2 separate regions of the Cricetulus griseus genome follow, and region 2 is linked to region 1. A link is a contact called in public Hi-C data. All regions are on one chromosome and are shown on one strand. The core of a region is the stretch at or near the end of the contact, and the rest is flanking DNA. Distances in the headings are between cores, read along the strand shown.

Region 1 (3,436 bases), core at 446-2,945:
GGCTTTGGATTGCCAATAAAGATCACAGATCTGACACAATTAGGAGACTTGACATTCTGGTTGTCACGCAAGAACCCCTACAGTTCTTTGGTGTTTTTACATGTTGCAACAATAATTGCTTGAAAGCATTTTCCTGGTTGGATGAACCAGGACAGTATCGACATTCACTTTCAATGCCTTGGGCCATAGCAGTCAGTATCGTGAGGGAACCCAGGGAATGAAAGAGCACAAACCATTAGTAGTGGGCTCAGCCCGAGCGGCTGGGGTGTGGAGGATGTTGGGAAGATGTTCCATTCCTTACCACTTCACGCTTTTCCACCTCAAACCAGCGGGAGATGCCAGGTAAACTCTGCACCAAGTAGAGTGATGTTCTCTCCACCCAGAGACTCTGCAAAAACATAACTCAAAGTCACTCTCTATGTTGCCCTTCTTTCCAAGCCCTGAGCTGTGACAAGTCTGCTCGGGGGCTGCTTATTCCTGCAGCCTTTCTTTAGTCCCCACTGGAACACTGGTGAAACAATTGCAATGCTATGCAGTGACAGCCCATTCTAGCTGGAACCTCCTCCCCTGCAGTGCAAATGAGCTCCAGCCAGAATACAACAGCAAGCTGGATGCAGTCTTCTCCACAATGTGACCTTAACCTTTTCACTCCTCAAGGTTTAGCCATTTCCAGCTAGAAGAGGCAATAATAATATGAGCTATCAAGACGAGAGTGACAGCAACCTAAAGGGAGAAAGGACCTTAGGATTACTTGACTTGAACCTTCTGTTTAAGAGGAAGACTTGAAGTTGCAGAGAGACTCTTGACCCACTCAAAAGCCACATGCTAATTACCAGAAGGACTGGCACTGACACCCACCCCCGAGCCTCATCCTTTCCATTGCCATATGCACAGGGCCACACTTTTGGTGATAAGCTAAACTGCTGTAACCCAGGGGCACCTGTGTGCTTCGAGCTGGCCCTCTGACCAGAAACCAGCTCCTCTGGGAGACATGAACACAGCTGCTTTTGGCACCAGCCATTGTACGTGACAAGGTTTTCTTTTATCAATCAGTTTGGGATTTACACATTATCCTAGTTATTTAGTGTGCTACCAAGAGGAACGGAACTTGGCAAAATTCCTGAAATTGCACCATTTATTCAAACCACAGAGGGGTTAAAATGTGGGTGTCCTTCCACCAGTGAAAGAGCTGCTGAGATGACAACGGAAGAGTCCCTGTGATAAGAGCTTGAGGGACCTGCTGATGACAGGCAAGCAGGCAGATAAGAGCTCAGAGGGATGAACAGGATGTTCAGGGTGGACATAGGATGCAGATAGTCATGCCATCGTGGGAGATCAGGGTGGCAGCTTTCTGAGTAGTAGAGAAGTGAGCTGGATTTTACAGAGTGAAGAGTTCACCGGGAGGAGAGTGGGGGCTGCTGTGCAGGCAGAAGGCTGCCCACACAGACATGTAACTGCTTATGAGAGGGTACGGCAACCAATGAAGAGAGAAGGTGGGTGTCGCTGGAGCCAGGAGGGAGGGCAGGTAGGCGGACTGTGGAGAGGACAGGCTTGGGGCAATGGGGTACAGTAGGAGCCCGATTCTGAAGGCTATAAGCATGGGGAAAGGGAGCCTGACCTAACCCTACCCATTCCAGTAAGGTAGCTGTATTAATCATTAATTGCTGGCCAGGTGGAAAAAGCAAAAGAAAGGGAGTTGGAAGACGTGGGTTCCAGTGCTAGGTTAAAGGTCATGGGCATGTGACTCTGTGCAAGCCAACTATAGGACTCCAGTGCCTCCAAAACTGAGGACTGGAAGTTAGTGCAAGGAGAGAGAATTGTATCGTAATTAATTAGATCTTTAGTTGACTTGGTAGGAGGAAAAGAGAATTAGAACTATGCAGAAAGGACTAGATAATGATTTCAGTAATCTCTCAGTGGTGTTTTAGGTCTCTTTACTGTTCAATCCTCAGGGAGAAGAGGCCAGTGGGGCAGGCTGGTGCTGGTTGGTTCTAGTCTATCTTTTGCTCTTTTATCATTCAGCCTTTTGTGATTAGATTTCTGAAGGGATCCACAGTAAATGCACATCAAATGTTTCACAAAAGCCCACTTTTAATTCAGTCTCCCCAGAACTCTGCAAAGCTACCACCACTTCCCCTCTGCCTCTTGGCTGGGAAGAAACCCTGTAGTTAACTACTGGCAGCAGTGGGGACTGGTGAGCAAGGATGTGGGCCTGTGAGAATGCTTGCCCTTTCTGGTTGGGAGCATGTGGAACTAGCCAGGTACACTGGATATGGTGAGGAAAGACAGGCCAGCACAGGCAGAGTCCAAGATGTGCATGTACTCTGGTCCTCATCTCAGAAACGTAATCCTGCTGCTGTAATGAGGACTGGAACAAAGGACAGAGTAAACTCCACAGTACCAACTGTCTGCCTATCCTTTGGCTTTTCTTTACTCGGTGTGTCCTTGATGTTAGAATATATCCACCGTGCTCACAATGGCCCACCATGAATGGACATGAGCTCAAACAAGAGTTTAAAGAATGCTCTAAGCATCCCGGCTGCTGGAACTGCACAGAGAAGCTGACTTCAGGAATGCATCCAAGATCTGCTCAGATTTTCTTGGCAGGGGACCACACATCTTCTTGCCTGGAAAGTGTTCCCCATCAGATGGACACACTGCAGAGGTGGGAACTACTAGGATGAAAGATTTCTAGACCCTTTGTTCCAGTCATGTGACAGTATGCTCAGTCACTATTTACCAAGAGTCAAGAAAGCACACGAGGAGGCAGCATGGTAGAGAGCCTGCCGGGTACCTTGAATTCATTCTCCTTGTCCTTTGTGCCTTTGTGGAATGGCCTGTCATAGCGGAACTTCCAGATGTGATTTACTTTGTAGAAGCTCTTGATGTTGTCAGGAACCCCCTCTCTCTGCAGTACTTCCTGGCTCTCTGGAATGGGAGTCACAGCATAGATCTGCAAATCTAGAGTAAAGTGTTAAGGATGAAACCTGACTTGGCAAACAACAGCAAGGCATTCTGGGTAGCAACCTGGTGTTTCCATTTCAGCTGAAATCATAAAAAAAAAAAAACTGCCCAGGAGATATGAATAATGTACTTCTAAGCATGCCTTGGTCCTAAGCATGCGACTCTGATAGGACATGTGTATGGCATTTCCATAACCGGTGAATTTGCAGATTACTAGTTTAGTGGGGGTGGCTTGGGCATTCAGAACCAGAACAACCTAGTTCTTGTACATGAGATGCCTTTAGTCTGTTCATGGCTCCCAAAATTTATTTATAATGATATGGAAATCCTCATAAGACTATGACCAAAGGCAGTGACCAGAACACCAGCAAGGGCTTGCACTTGCCAAGTATTTCCGTGACCTCAGCCTTCCCTAGCTGTAGCATCCATTCTCCAAACCCAAGTACAGATAAGCAGGGTGTTTGGTTGTACT
Region 2 (3,436 bases), core at 587-3,086, 530 kb after region 1:
ACTCTTGACATCTGCTACAGATGCTCTGAGAAAACAAGAACAAACGGTGGGAGGCAATGTTCTTAGGCGAATGTGGGATCGATGGTATCACTCCACAGAGGCCTCGCCAGCGTTTTGTTTAACACCCTGTGCCACGGGTCTCAGCACTGATGTTCTGAAGATCATTCCGTGGCTGGTGACAAAGGAAATGATTCTTATCTGATACTCCATGACCCCTGCTTTGATTTTCCTATTTGCCTACAGAGTTTGAGAAGAAATGAGACCAGAAACCCACATATCCCTTTGGAGTTCAAATTGGTTTTATCAACAGGGTTAGCTTTCTGATACTATAATAGATACGTGAGAAAATCAACCTAAAGGGATTAAAGTCTGGACCGGGGACAGTCAGTGACAGAGCACTCACTGGAATGCCTGAGTGCAAGCCCCACTATCGGGGGAGAAGGTTGTTTGGGCTTGGGACTTTAAATGCCTTTGGCCTGTGGTGGTACAGTGTGTCAAAGGAAGGGTGTGTATCAGGGTGTGCGCCTTCTGGTAGCCAGAGAGCAGGGGGACAGCAAGAAGCCAGAGTCCCAACTCATTCTTCAGGGACAGGCCATCTAGTACCTTATTTTGTTCCACACAGCCCACTTTAAATAAAGTCTCCGCCATTTTCAGGTGCTGCCATCATCTGGGGCTGAACCTCCAACAGTTGGGCCTGTGGGAACTCAGGAGCCTTGAATAAAGACTAAAATGATGAAAGAGAATCCTACGTGGTCTGTTTAGATCTGATAAACTGTCTGCTTTCTCTCGGGCCAGTCTTACCAGGTGCTGCATGCCACATTCCTGCCATCTGTGTCTGCATCTATCTCTCTTCCTCCAAACGAGCTCCCAGGGAAGGAAGCAAAGCTGTTAGACATGCAACGTCGGTCTACTTTCTCCTCCGCCACCTTTGAGTTCTAGTTTCATAAGTGAGAAATCATTCGCTTCCTGGCACTGGACCTTTCTAGAGAGAGAACATTCCCCCAGAAAAAAAAAAAGAGAGAGAGATTTTTTTTCCCCATTAGGCCATCTGGTAACCATTCTCATTAAAAGATAGAAGAAATCCTTTGGAAACAAAGGGACCCAATATAATGTCCTCTAATGCTCATAGGTGGCAGGTGTGCCCCTGGATGCGTGCAACACAACTGCCACCAACAAGTCACAGCTCTCAAAACAAACCCCTAAACCTCTTTCAGACTCAGCAGCACCTCCACCCATGTTCTTTCCTCAGAATTCCAAATCTTTAGCCTTTTGCAAATTTTGTATTACTTTTGGGCCATGTGCTTCTGAGGGTGATGCCCCTAGCATGAACCTCTAGTGTGATGTGACACAGCCAAGAAAGAAGTGATGATTAGTGAGGCAGACAATCCTACCCAAGATGCTTCTGGAGGTAACCTAGATTATACACACTACCCGGCCATCTTAGGGTGATTAGGATGTCCAAGCTGTCATTTTAATCCTTCTTGCTTTGAAGTTTCAGGGAGAACTTGATAGCACCCCACTATAACCCTATGATTGTAATTTAAAAGCTTGTCTCTCTCACCCAAACTCCTACTCAAGAGTCAAGATTTCCCAGGCTAGAAATCAACGCTGTAATCACCAACAGACTTATTTACATAGGCTCTGCATATTCAAAGTAAAGTAGCTGCTTATGAAATGAGTGGCTTCAGACATGTCATGTAGGATTTCCTTCTCTTGCCCTACGGCCATTCTTAGCACGTAACATCTGTTTCTGGTCTCTTGCTGCCCTTACAGCTAATCCCATCTCTGCTTTGCACCCAACTCAAGCCTGACCTCATGTCACCAGACAGCAGTACAGAGGGAAGTTGTGATGATCTAGATGACTCGTCAACTTGATGGGCTCTAGAATCACCCTGAACACAAATATGTGGGCATGACTGTGCAGAATTTTCTAGACTAGGCTAATTCAAGCAGGAAAACCTGTTCTAAATATGGATGGCACAACACCATAGGCTGCAGCCCTAGACTGTAAGGAGAAAGCTAGCCGAGCACCAGAGCTCCTCTTTCTGCTTCCCAAATCCGGATGCAGTTTGATTATCTGCTTCCTGCTGCTGTCTCCCTGCTATCCCTGCAAGGACGATATGTATCTCAAACTGGGAACCAGCATAGGCCCTTCCTACACAGAGCTGATAAGTTGCTACACACAATACACACACACACAAAGCTGATACACACATTAGGGAGCCTCTTTATCTACCCAGGATGGGATTCTGTATATGCTGGGCAGTCAAGGGAACAGGCCCTTCTCAAGGGCTCCCAGCTGAAAGGAAACTACTCCAGTGGCTGAGTTTTGAGCGTCGACAGCACACAGCATTTCTGTTTGTGATGGTAGATTTGTTGAATGTGTTTTAGAGACAGATATGAATTTTTATGGAAATCAAGAATACAACACTAGCGGATGGACCAGCACTAGTTCCTGCATTGTCTGCATCCTTAAATACTGTGTTTAGGGTGGGGACGTGGGCCTGTTCTTTTCTGGATCTTTCTGTTCACCAAATGTTCCCTCTTAGAAAGTGTCTTAGCTCAATAGAAACAAAACCTTCCTACTTGAAAGGAAATTATTTCTAAGTTTCCTACTGGTGCCTTAGGAATTGGGTTTGAAACCCTGCAGCTCCTGCTTCCATAATTCTGGGCTACAATAGGTTACCTATGCTTTGGTTGAAAATCCTGCCTAACCTGGAGAAACCTTCGTTGTCTCATTGCTAGCTATGAAAGCCAAGCGGTATCCTCTGTTGTGTTTTCTGGGGGTTTATTTCTATGGTGGAGAAGACTGTGAGAGAAGGTCACCTTCTCATGCCTGTCTTCCCATCTAACATGAGGCATAACAGCTGTGTTCTGTGAAATAAGCAACTTCCCAAACAACGGCTCTTACTCATCATTAAGAGTTTCACAGGGAGGTTTAAATTTTAAAAAGAAAAACACTCCCTTTATAGTTAAAAATGGGTTAACCAAACCTGCAGACCACTCATTTTCGCATGTGGTATTATTATGTAATCCAAGAGGTAGGACGGCACAGCCTAATGACTTACAGAGATTATAAGAATTTCTGCACAGGTTGAAGATTTTCTAATGAGTTACAAAATGAGTTTCCCTCACAGCGGGAAACCTGTCCTTTAATCCTGAATGCATTGTTTAAAAAGTTATTTTTTAAGCCCCGTTACTTTGTGCTCAATACTTTTGACATTTTATCGGCATGCAATTAAAGATCTTTTGTTTAAAGTTCTGCTCTAAAGTCTTGAGCAGATAGAAGCTCAGAGAGAACTATGTTCCTTTCCAGAAAGGAATTCCTTTGACAACTGTGGCAGCCCACGCAGGAGGTGCGAGCAGTGCGGTGCTGCCCTCTGTTGGGCTACTGCAGAAACGCATTCGTGCAAAGCTGGCCCCGGAAAATGTCTCC

What was found. A called contact is a pair of places that touch in the nucleus more often than the background predicts.
Region 2: a contact with region 1 is called in a Hi-C map of liver, with 4 times the contacts expected there. The contact joins two enhancer-like sites. A contact is called at or near these places in 4 of 8 Hi-C or Micro-C datasets (the CHK-Q cell line, the CHO-K1 cell line and liver).

The regions. Positions count from the first base shown.
Region 1 is chr5:160,889,771-160,893,206 of CriGri-PICRH-1.0, forward strand. It overlaps Dock4 (dedicator of cytokinesis protein 4), which reads right to left. Exons shown (of 51, transcript XM_027419723.2): 40 at 2,795-2,961; 41 at 302-388. Among named protein-coding and RNA genes, the nearest start is that of Immp2l, 230 kb to the left of the region's middle. Within about 2 kb of position 1,696, at least 1 of the 6 cell types and tissues checked has open chromatin away from gene starts, as enhancers often do.
Region 2 is chr5:161,421,300-161,424,735 of CriGri-PICRH-1.0, forward strand. No RefSeq gene overlaps it. Among named protein-coding and RNA genes, the nearest start is that of Ifrd1, 13 kb to the right of the region's middle. Within about 2 kb of position 1,837, at least 1 of the 6 cell types and tissues checked has open chromatin away from gene starts, as enhancers often do.